Regions from separate parts of the Gossypium arboreum genome. Here region 2 is linked to region 1. The links are chromatin contacts, called in public Hi-C maps. All regions are on one chromosome and are shown on one strand. The core of a region is the stretch at or near the end of the contact, and the rest is flanking DNA. Distances in the headings are between cores, read along the strand shown. Region 1 has its middle 21 kb from the start of LOC128279466. Region 2 holds the start of LOC108467619.

The links. Hi-C and Micro-C count contacts between places; a contact is called where the count stands out from the background.
Region 2: a contact with region 1 is called in a Hi-C map of leaf, with 4 times the contacts expected there. The contact joins the promoter of LOC108467619 here to the enhancer-like site in region 1. A contact is called at or near these places in 2 of 5 Hi-C or Micro-C datasets (both in leaf).

What each region holds. Positions count from the first base shown.
Region 1 is chr8:133,722,029-133,727,110 of ASM2569848v2, forward strand. No RefSeq gene overlaps it. Among protein-coding and RNA genes, the nearest start is that of LOC128279466, 21 kb to the right of the region's middle. Within about 2 kb of position 2,608, at least 1 of the 2 cell types and tissues checked has an H3K27ac peak or open chromatin away from gene starts, as enhancers often do. A contact at or near this core is called in leaf, where this site is marked.
Region 2 is chr8:133,820,758-133,826,285 of ASM2569848v2, forward strand. It overlaps LOC108467619, which reads right to left and starts at 4,170. Exons shown (of 13, transcript XM_017768328.2): 1 at 3,835-4,170; 2 at 3,663-3,745; 3 at 3,121-3,178; 4 at 2,622-2,681; 5 at 2,080-2,209; 6 at 1,305-1,528; 7 at 1,112-1,204; 8 at 964-1,035. The coding sequence starts at 3,933.

The DNA.
Region 1 (5,082 bases), core at 1,358-3,857:
GTTTTAAAGATAGGGTACTTGAACCAACAGATTCCTCGATCCTCACCCATTGTAGGCTCATATAGATCAAGTTTGGTTCAAGGGAATACATTTCCCTGTGGCTATACAGAGATGAAAATCTCATGAAGACATAGGTACTAATGTATCCCAAAAGCGATCCACTATCCTATACGGAGGTGAAAACCTCACGAAGGACTAGTTTCTCACTCCCACTTAAAAGGTAAGACCGAGCAGTCATGCAATGCAATATGCAAAAATATTTAGAGACTCGAACCAACCAAGCAGGTATTATGACCAAGATCACAAAGATAACAAAGGAAATGCAATGAAAGGATCGTATTTCAAATCGAATTTTCAATTTTCAACCAAAAGACATAAATTAATCAATTTACGGCTTGACTCTTTCGGTCCCCAGTGGAGTCGCCAAGCTGTCGAAACTATTTTTTAAAAAATAGGAATCGACTTTTTAAAACGAAAGTTTAGAGTCGCCACCGAACCTTTTTGATGAGGTGTGATCGGGTCACTTCAAAATGTGGTCTTTTTTCAATAAACAGATTGATTTATCAAAACAACGATTTTGGTCTACGAAAATTGGAAAAACGGGTTTGGGAGTCGATTACGCGCGAGGAAGGGTTATCACCCTCGTCACGCCCAAATTTGGTACCTAATTGATTATTCAGTGTCTTAATGTCGAAAATTGAAAATTTGACAAGAGTTTAAAATACGATCCCTCTTAGCGTTAATGCTTTTTTAAAGTATTTGGATGAATTAAAACGTATGTCAAAGACCGTTTCATCTCAAGGTAAAATGTTATATCCAGTACGTTATGACACAACACCTTGACCCTCGAGTATGAGCTTGCCCTCTATTTCATTTAAAACTCATATATTTGGATTTTAAAAGGATATTCGATTATAGAGATGAAACGAAAAAAAAATCGAAACCCAGTACGTTAGGGCAAGATTTCTTGAATTTTCAAATACGAAATATTGCCTTTATTTGAAAAAAACCTTTCTACGTGTTTGGGTAAAAATCGATATAACACAAATTTGTAGTATAAGAATGAATCGTGGTGTTAGTAAACCAATACATAAATAAATACTATGTAAAATAGTTAAAAATAATAATGATTATAATACTAATATGAATAATAGGTAATCAAAAGCTTGAAAGGATGTGGATAAATAATAGGATAATAAAATGTCTAAAAAGAAAATAAAATAAATAAATAAACACAAAAGAAAAATATAATAATAATAATAATAATAATAATAATAATAATAATAATAATATAAATTGATTAGTTTTGTAATATGACAGTAATAATAGTAATAATTCGGTAATAAAGTAGAAAATAATAATAGAATATTAATAAACATAATAATATGTTAATGATAAAAATAAAATGATATGTTAATAATGATAATAAAAAATAAAAAATAGTAATAATAATATATTAATAGTAATAGAAAATAATAATGATAAAGGAAAATAATAGTGATAATGGTGACAGTAATGAAAATAATAATACTAAGAACAATAATAAGTATAATAGTAATGATAGTAGTAATACGTTAATCTGGTAATAATATAGAAAATAATAAGAAGAATAATGATATGTAATAATAATAGTAATAATAATAAATAATAGTAACAACAATAATAATAAATAAAATAATAATAATATTAAAATAACAATAAAATGTCCAATTAATCAATTAAATAATAAAGTAGCAAAATAACTAAAAAGGACCGAATTGAATCTAAACGAAAGTCTGGGGCGTAATCAGAAATAAATAAAAAGGGAAGGACCGGATTGCAACGCTTGAACGAAATGGAGGGACCGGGAAAGTAAATATCCTCTCCCTCCAAAACGCATCACCTTGCGCAGGGCCAAATTAAAGCAGAAGGAAATTTATATGGCCAAATTAGAAATAAATAGAACTTAATTGTAAAACCATAAAAACGTAGAAGGGCCTGGAGCACAATTAGCCCATCCAAGCAAAACGCGCGGATCCTCCCCTGGGAGTGGGCCGAGTCGCGGGTCAGAGGCCCAAAACGACGTCGTTTTGGCCTCTAAACTCAATTTTCAAAACGGCTTCGTTTTAGCTGTGTTATAAAACTCAAATTTTGCCCAAAAAACCTCATTTGCAGCCTTCTTTCCCAAAAAAAACTTCAAAAACCTCCCAACCTCTCCTTCTTCCCCCAAAATTCGATCATCGAATCGCCACACACGTCATCATTGCTTGAGACCATCGCCATCGTCGTGAAATTCCAAAAAAAAAGTAAGTTTTTTTTTAAATTAATATATTTTTAATAAATACATATTTATATATATAATAAATTCAAAAAAAAGGAAAATAAAATGAAATAGCAAATAAATAAAAAAAGGAAAAAAAACCCTTGATGTGCCTTTAGGTCTTGATTTACCTTTTTGCTTAAATAGAATGGCTTTATATAGCCTAACTCGCAACTGTTTTTACAACTGAGGACAAACGACATGCTATCGACGTGGTATGGTGGAGAAGTGCACGGACGTGGGGCGTGCGGTGCTGAACTTGGCTTTTGTTTTGTTGATGGTTGTAGGCTAGGTCTAGGGTTAGGTTAGGGAAACTGGGCCTTCTGCTTTGGGCTATTTTGATTAGGCTAGGGCAGAAAGTGGGCCCTACAACCATAATTGTTCTAAATCCATTGTTCCAAAAAAATAAATCGACCCCACCTTGTCCCACATCTACTTTTCAAAAAAAAAATCTATCAATTCCAAATCTATAGAGCAATTTGAGTTTTATCATCTCTAATCAACTCCTTTATTTTCTTCAATAACCCTCTTTCTCTTTAAATTTGTATCAAAAAATTGAGGATCGGTGCCTGTGAGGTTTTTTATAAAAATAATATTAAAAATTAATTAATTATAAAAATAGGGTGGATAAAAATTAATTACAAAAATAGGTGTTTGCTATAGTAATTTTGGATACTGCTTGATATATTGGTGACATTAATAAATTTTTAAAAAAAATCTAATAATAAAAAAAATTGAAAAAGTGAAAAAATATTTTTTAATTGATGTCGTCAATCTGTTAGTCGACACTCAAAGCTAAGCAAACACCCATTTTTATAATTAATTTGTTTCCCACCTATTTTTATAATTAATTATTTTTTTAATGTTATTTTTATAAAAAGGCCGTGTCGGTGCCTACAACATGCATCTCATGGCCCATTGACTCCACGAACTTAACAGCATCAGCATGATCCAAAAAACGAACCCATCCCAGTGTTAAGATTAAGGTCCAAAGGCTTATGCCTCTTTATCCATAGCTAAATTGGTAGTGCCTTTATAGCCCACAACACTACAATTCTTGATATTTGGATCTGCATGACTACATCGTCTACTGTAGCTGCCGAAGTCTTTTTCAAACACACGCCGCCCCTTACTCTAACGCTTTCATCCATCTCGTCCATCGCTGTCGTCTCTCTCTTCGGTGGTATCCTCCATTACAATTATCACACAGCACCTGCTTAAAGGTTCCTTGTATTGTCTCTCTTTTACATTCCGCTATCTGCAAAACCTTGCCAGCTTCACCCTTACGTTGTAACCAACCAATCGAATCCATTCAACCCTTTCATCGTTCTTTCCCCATCCACAATATCCCACGTCTACCATGTTACTATTCATAATGATGAATTTAACAGGTAATGTTTATATTTTTATCAATTTGAATCTTATTATTATTTTTAGTTAAATTTATTCATTAACCTTAAAAAAATCTTTTTTATTAATGAAAATGCCAAAAATATTAATTTTGATAATTTTGACATGACAATTTGCTTGACAATTCACATGTTGATATGATAATATTTAAAAATTATAAAATGTTAAAAATAAAAAATTCAAAATTCAAAAATAAAATGAAAAGAATCATAAAATTAGTTTAAAGTATTCATGGATTGCCACGTAGATTATTGTGTTTAAAATTTTAACGTTCTAACTATTAAAAAATAACAATTGATTCTTTTTAAAATTGATGATTAAATTCGACTTTTTAAATAACAATTGAGAACAAAATTAGCTAGAAAAATATAAATATCAAATTAAAAATATATATAAACGTAAAAGCTAGATTTACTATATTTTTCTTACGTTTCAATAATTATGGTTTATATGGGTCACACAAATTTTATCCTAGTTGTTAAAAATGTTAATTAATTCCAATTTCCGGAGATAAAAGTTTTTTAACATTAAGAAAAAGGGTTTTATGAAGTGTAGGCATCATGTCATTCTATATCTCTTTTAATTATTTAATAATATTTTAGTAATTTTTTTACTGTTGATATATAATTTTAGTAACTTTTATCTCGAACTTGAACTTTGAATTCGACCTTAAACTTCGAATCTCAATCCAAATCTTAAACACTAAACTATACACCCTAAATCTTAAACAATAAATCATAAACCTTAAACGTTGAATTTAGCTTTTTGGTTCAAGATGCAAGGATCAGGATTCGAGTTTAAATTAAAGAAAAATTATCAAAATTATGTATGAATAATATAAAAATTTACTGAAATATTATTAAATAATTAAAAAATTAATAAGTGAGGTCTCTCTTTTCTACAATTACTTTTCATAACATCCGCATCAAAATTAATTAACAACAGCTCATAAATCCTTCAATACCATACCAACTGTAATTAGGACCAGTTATTGCCAAAGTGCATCCAGATTAAACATAGCCACATCCCCTGTCGACAAATGGATGTGTATATGAATTAATTAAGCTATCTGATTAGATTAAGAACATTCTATTTATAAAAATAAAAATAAAAATTAAGAATATGCTATTTATTAATTACCTTATGAATTATAATAATCCAATTATATATGCATGGTGAATAGTATGCATCCCTTTTTTTTTTTTAAATAATAAAACTTGTTATGGCTGAGAAAAAAAAATATGGACATGATGAAATCAATGTCGTATATATATGTGTATGATAATGACCGCACCATTGTAGTAGTGCTAAGATCAATTGTTAATTTGATCCACTACATGGAAAAAAAATGTTTAAAACGATAACTAAAAGAA
Region 2 (5,528 bases), core at 2,920-5,419, 100 kb after region 1:
GTAATTTAACAATGGAAACAAGCCAAACAGTTTAATTTACATGGAGGAAATGTAAGCCTTTTGAAAAAGGGAACTAATAAAACATTTATGCAGCAGACAGAATGTTCGGTGAGTAGCATGGTTTTTGTGCATCCAAGGTCAGACCTAGGATCTCTTACCAATAAAATTTTCCAAAATCAAGCATCCATATTCATATAAATTAATGTTCAAGTTGTTGCAGCTTCAGATGAAGGTGTTGATTGTTCAAGAGTGTGGTTTAACTCCAATCCTCATCAAGCATTGGCAGTCTATTCGGATGCTAAAAGTTCAATCAATTAGGATGACTAACTAAGAAGACTCAGTAGTGAGTTTCCTTCTTATTTGGTATATCTCCACTCACTATTGCTGATGGAGGATCAATTAACTTATCCTTAAATATTAAAGAACCAATAAATCGTAATAGAGAACAAGTGGCTCCTTCTTCATATTCCACAATATCTCATATTTTACTGATCCCGATGCAACAGTGGAAGGTATAGTGGCATCCATTTTAAGCCAGGTCATTTGCAGAGGGTAAATTGAAGAAGTTATAAGCATTGGACGACACCAGAGTAAGGATAATAGCCCTAACATTATCCAAACATGCTTTAAGTCTCTTTGTCACTATCAAGGATTCAACTCTTCAAGTTTGCAAACAGTGCTTTGACAAGAAGAGTGATTCTAGCACATCAAAAAAGCATCAAATTACTTCTGCCTAATAAAGAGACAAGAAAACCATCACCAGAAATCAATAATGATAATAGAGTATGATGGATGGAGATGTCATATAATATAGAGAAGAAAAATGAAACTGAAAGAAGCAATTAACAACATTCACATTTGCCCTACCCCTTTTAGGTGATATGACAGACCAACAAATACATGGCAACCATTCATCAAGGATCCAATAAGATGTGAATATAAAATTGGCAAATAAATACTTACAGCCTCAGTACAGCCTAACAGAAGGCTAACCAAAGATTTCCATTGCATGAATGCTTCAAGTGATTGGCCCATCTGCAGGATAATCACATGTTGTGAAATTCAAACAGAATCCAACTTTAGAGGAAAATGTATGTTATTCTGTTCATACCAAAAAAGCTATAAATGCAAATTGCAGCTCCCCAAGAAGTGACTCTTCAGAGCCACCATAATCCTTCACCAGTAAGGTCTCTAATAGTTCGGTCTGCATAGGGAAGCAAAAAAATTACTGTCAAACGAGAAAATGCCATTTAGAAACTATTTAAATTTAATAACACTCAACACCATGACTTAGCAACACTTGCCTTGTCAAGATTCAAAGAAGTAAGTTGTTCACTTTCAATTCCTTTGCGCTTTATGATACGGGGTATTGGTGTATAATAGCATCCTCTTTTTGGATGTTCCTCAGCAGGTGAAGAGAATTTACTATTCCTCAACTGCTCATCTAAAACTCTCTCCATAGCACTCTTACAAGTATTCTTCAGCATCCCATGTTCATATGTAACCGTAATTTCTCCTCCAATGGGTTCTGCACATTGGATGTATCATGTTAGATCATGCTAAGCAGACTCTAATTGGAGAGATAATATTACATATCTAAGCCCACCAAAGTTGTCATATCACTAAACATAAACAATGCAACATGGAACACATGAGATACCCCAGAACACTGGAATCTTAGGCAGCCACAAGAATCCATTTCAATGAAACCTAGTCAAAAAATTTCATTAACCATAAGAATGTCCTTTAAGGAGCCATAAGAATGTCATTCTATTAAAAACTGTTAAAGGAACTCTAAGAAGTTTTTTTTACATTGCTAAAAAATGAATGAAGTACAAATTGACATTCAAAATTGTCTTGTAAATGAGCTGTGCACCTAGTCCACACTTTCCAATTTAAGCTCACTATACGCCCTGCATTCCCTTGTTAAAACCAAGAAAAATGATAAAACAGAAATGTAAGAAAGCCCAGGTGAGGAATTAAAAGCATGAGCATCCATACATAAGCAAAAGTACACACATCATAAAAACAGTGCCATACACATGGAGATCAGAAGGCAGTATCTAAAAAAGAGCAAACCTAATCGTTCAATAGTGCTTTTTGTAATGTAATTAAACAGTCTCTTCCAATCTGCATAAAGGCTTAGATCATAGGGGCCCAGATGCTTGTCAAATTCAAAACTTCTAACTGCTTGCCTGTATCTCTCTTCCTAGAAACAGAAATGAAGTATGAACTAATTAAACGCATTATTTAAAAGAAGTGTTGCTCATAACATTAAGAAAAAATAGCTCAATTCAAATCTTCCAAAATAATAAGCATTGCCTTTCACTTTTAGGGGTCAAGCTCCACTCCATTATTTTCCTATCCATTACCATCCAATGCAAATTTACTGGCCATTTATAAGTATGACCTGCACACTTCATAAGTGGGTCTACACAAAAATAATGATGATTAATGTATTGGAAAGTAATGGACCAAAAACTAATGGACAAGATAACAACCCCACTTTTGGGGCTTGAATCCCATATTACAGAATACTTCCATTACCAATCTAGTAGGTATCAATATCTAAATGAATCATCGAAAAGAATATAAGAAGCACAATTAACATGAATACAGACCTCTTCTTCTGGCATTTTGATTAAGCGTTCCTCTTGTTGATCCCACATACGAACAACCACCTGCCAATGGTAGGATATATTCTTACAAGTTATGTCAAGCTCCCAATCTGAGATAAATTAACAACGAACTTTGTGTTCACTTGAGTTAATGATCTTGAAAGATTCTAACTTATCACTGAGGAACAAGCAAATGGCTAAATTAGAACTCTAGCCAGTCCATATTTTTACTCAGCAAAGAAGATGCATAAGATGGCTATACATCAACTAATCTAGTTTAGATAATATAAGTGCTCAAAAACACCATCATTAGAAAAACAAATACAGCAGCATACAACAAATATGAGACTCAATTGACAGAATAGCATTACATGTATATTGTATATATATATATATAAAAGTCTGTTTTCCTTCCTCAACTTTATTTAATAGCAACAAGAAAACTGTATTTCCCTTTTCTACTACCAAAATTTTCTACAAACATGTTCGAAGACATTCACACCTGAGAGTATCCAGCATCGATAAAGAAGCCAGTAATTGGTGAAAACTCTTTGCCATCCCTGCATGTTAACCAATAAAAGCCAATGATATAGATCTCCAAATGAAAATATATAAGGAAATAATGAAAAATGTGATTTTTTTCAGAGATAACATATAATGCTAATCTGAACTGCATCTTCTGTTAAGTGATGATGGCCTACGATCCTATCAAGTAATTACCAAGCACGATAACAATAAATTCTCTTCTTTTCAGTTACATGTGATTGGCTATAAGGATAATTTTACACCATTGCTAATTTTACTTTTAAAATCAAGTAAAAATGTGATTTTAGAGTTGTATCTCTACTCATCCTCCTCTTGCCAGGAGCATTCTCCACTACCTCATATTTTCAAAGGCAGTATGATAGGCTTCCTCTTTACAAATCAAAACCATCATAAAGTAACTTGCTCCATTCATTAAGCACACAAGATCCAACACCCACAAAAATGACCAAATTCAGTTGACAAAGTGCTAAGCTTTTGGCTGATAATTTTGATACTAACCTGGTGGAAGAGCTGTAAAAGACGAAATGAACACCCCGAGGAATCATTTTAATGCCTTTAAAAGCAGGCCCCACAGAAAAGACCTGCAAATAACAAGAAAAGAAAAGAAAAAGGTGGAATAAAATATAATTTGAGAAACAAAAGAGAGATAGGGAAGGGGGCGGAAAAGTACCTGAGTGTCGATGCCGATAAGAGTGTATTGAGGGACGTCAAGGAGGAGAAGCGTAGCTCCGCTCTTTACTAACTCCAATGCCTTATCTGCATCCATCATTTCCCCTTCGGTTTTAGTTCTCAACTTGAAATTGCTCCCTTCTTAAAACAAGGTAGAAGGAGGAAGGAGTAGGAGGAGATTGGCGGTTGAGTAAAGAAGAGAGTGGAGGTAGTTTCTGGAGTCAACCCAAGCTCTGGTCTGGACTTTGAAGATTGGGCTTGGGTTTGGTTGCTTTTGGGTACAATTGCTTATGTTGTACCGCACTTTGAGTTGAGGTACGCCAGAGGGATAATAAATACATTAGAATCTTATAATAAAATCTCTTACATCATGTTTGGTTAGCTGTAATGGCTTAGCATTACAGCTGAATTCAGTGGGCCCCCATTAAAATTTTATTTGGTTGGGTGTAATGGGTTATTACAGCCTCATTCAATACGGCTTTATTCAACGCAAAAGTGCCGTTTACAATTCGGCACCCTCCCCACGGAATAGGGATTCAACGAATGGTTGGGTAAAAAATTATGTTGAGACTTTCAACTTTACCCTTCTCTTTCTCACGTCTGAAGCAATCTCTGCTTTTTTCATTCTTCTTCCTATTTTATTCCAAACTTGTCTCCCTCTTTTCATGCTTCATTATCACCAACTCTATCTCCTTTGATAAACCCTAACAAGGCCTTCAATTAAGATTCATTTTTTAACTCCAACCCTTAACAAGGCTTTCGATTGAGATGGAAACTTGAGAAGTGAAACAATCGGCATCCTCCCTCGGTAACTCTTCTCCAATTTTGATTTTTTTTCTAGTTTTTTGTTAAATTAGTAGAAATAATAGGCATTTTCAAGTTTTTAATCTATTTCTTGATAATTTTGTTAACTTTTTGGTTTTTTTAATCTTGGGGTGTGAAAACATGTTGATGTAATCTTCGCTTTTACTATTGTATGTGAATTGGATTTTCCTCATGATTGGAGAAATCAAAATTTGAGTCTCGATTAGGGCTCTTTTTTGCCAAAATCCTAAGAAAAGGGTTTTTTGGAAAGAAATACCGAAGGAACTCGAGAATTGGCGACGTTAAGTTTACGCCATAGGCCTTTGGTCTTTGGGGATCCATTTCCATTCATTCGCTAGATCTGTTGCTCTTCACATGTTTCAACATCAAGATTCAACTCTTTTTCTTTCATTTTACACTTATTTTGAATTATTTCGAAAATCATTTTAATCCTTTTATGATGCTTCAAAATGGATCATCATGTTTCAAAATTTCAATAACGATTTTGATTTAGCTTAATCAATACAATTTTAATCAACCCAAATTTCTACTTCTAGCGATTCATCTATTTGTTTACCTATATTAGCTTGAATTTTGTTGTAATCTCCTATACATCTTTATAGATCTAATAGTTTGTCAGTTTGGGTTCATAGGAACAATGTAGATTGAATCAAATTAAGTTTTAAAATTTTCATTTATTTTAGATTTTGCCAATTTGGGTTCGGACTGTTATTATTTGAGTTTATGTTGTTTTATGACCAGCTAATTTGGATTTGAAGCTCATGTTTTGGTCATTTTGTATTTGGATCAATTTGGGTTTAGGTCAAATGGATTCCGGTTGTCGACTTTATGGTTGGATTGTATAGTGTTGGTCTACATGTATGAATATGT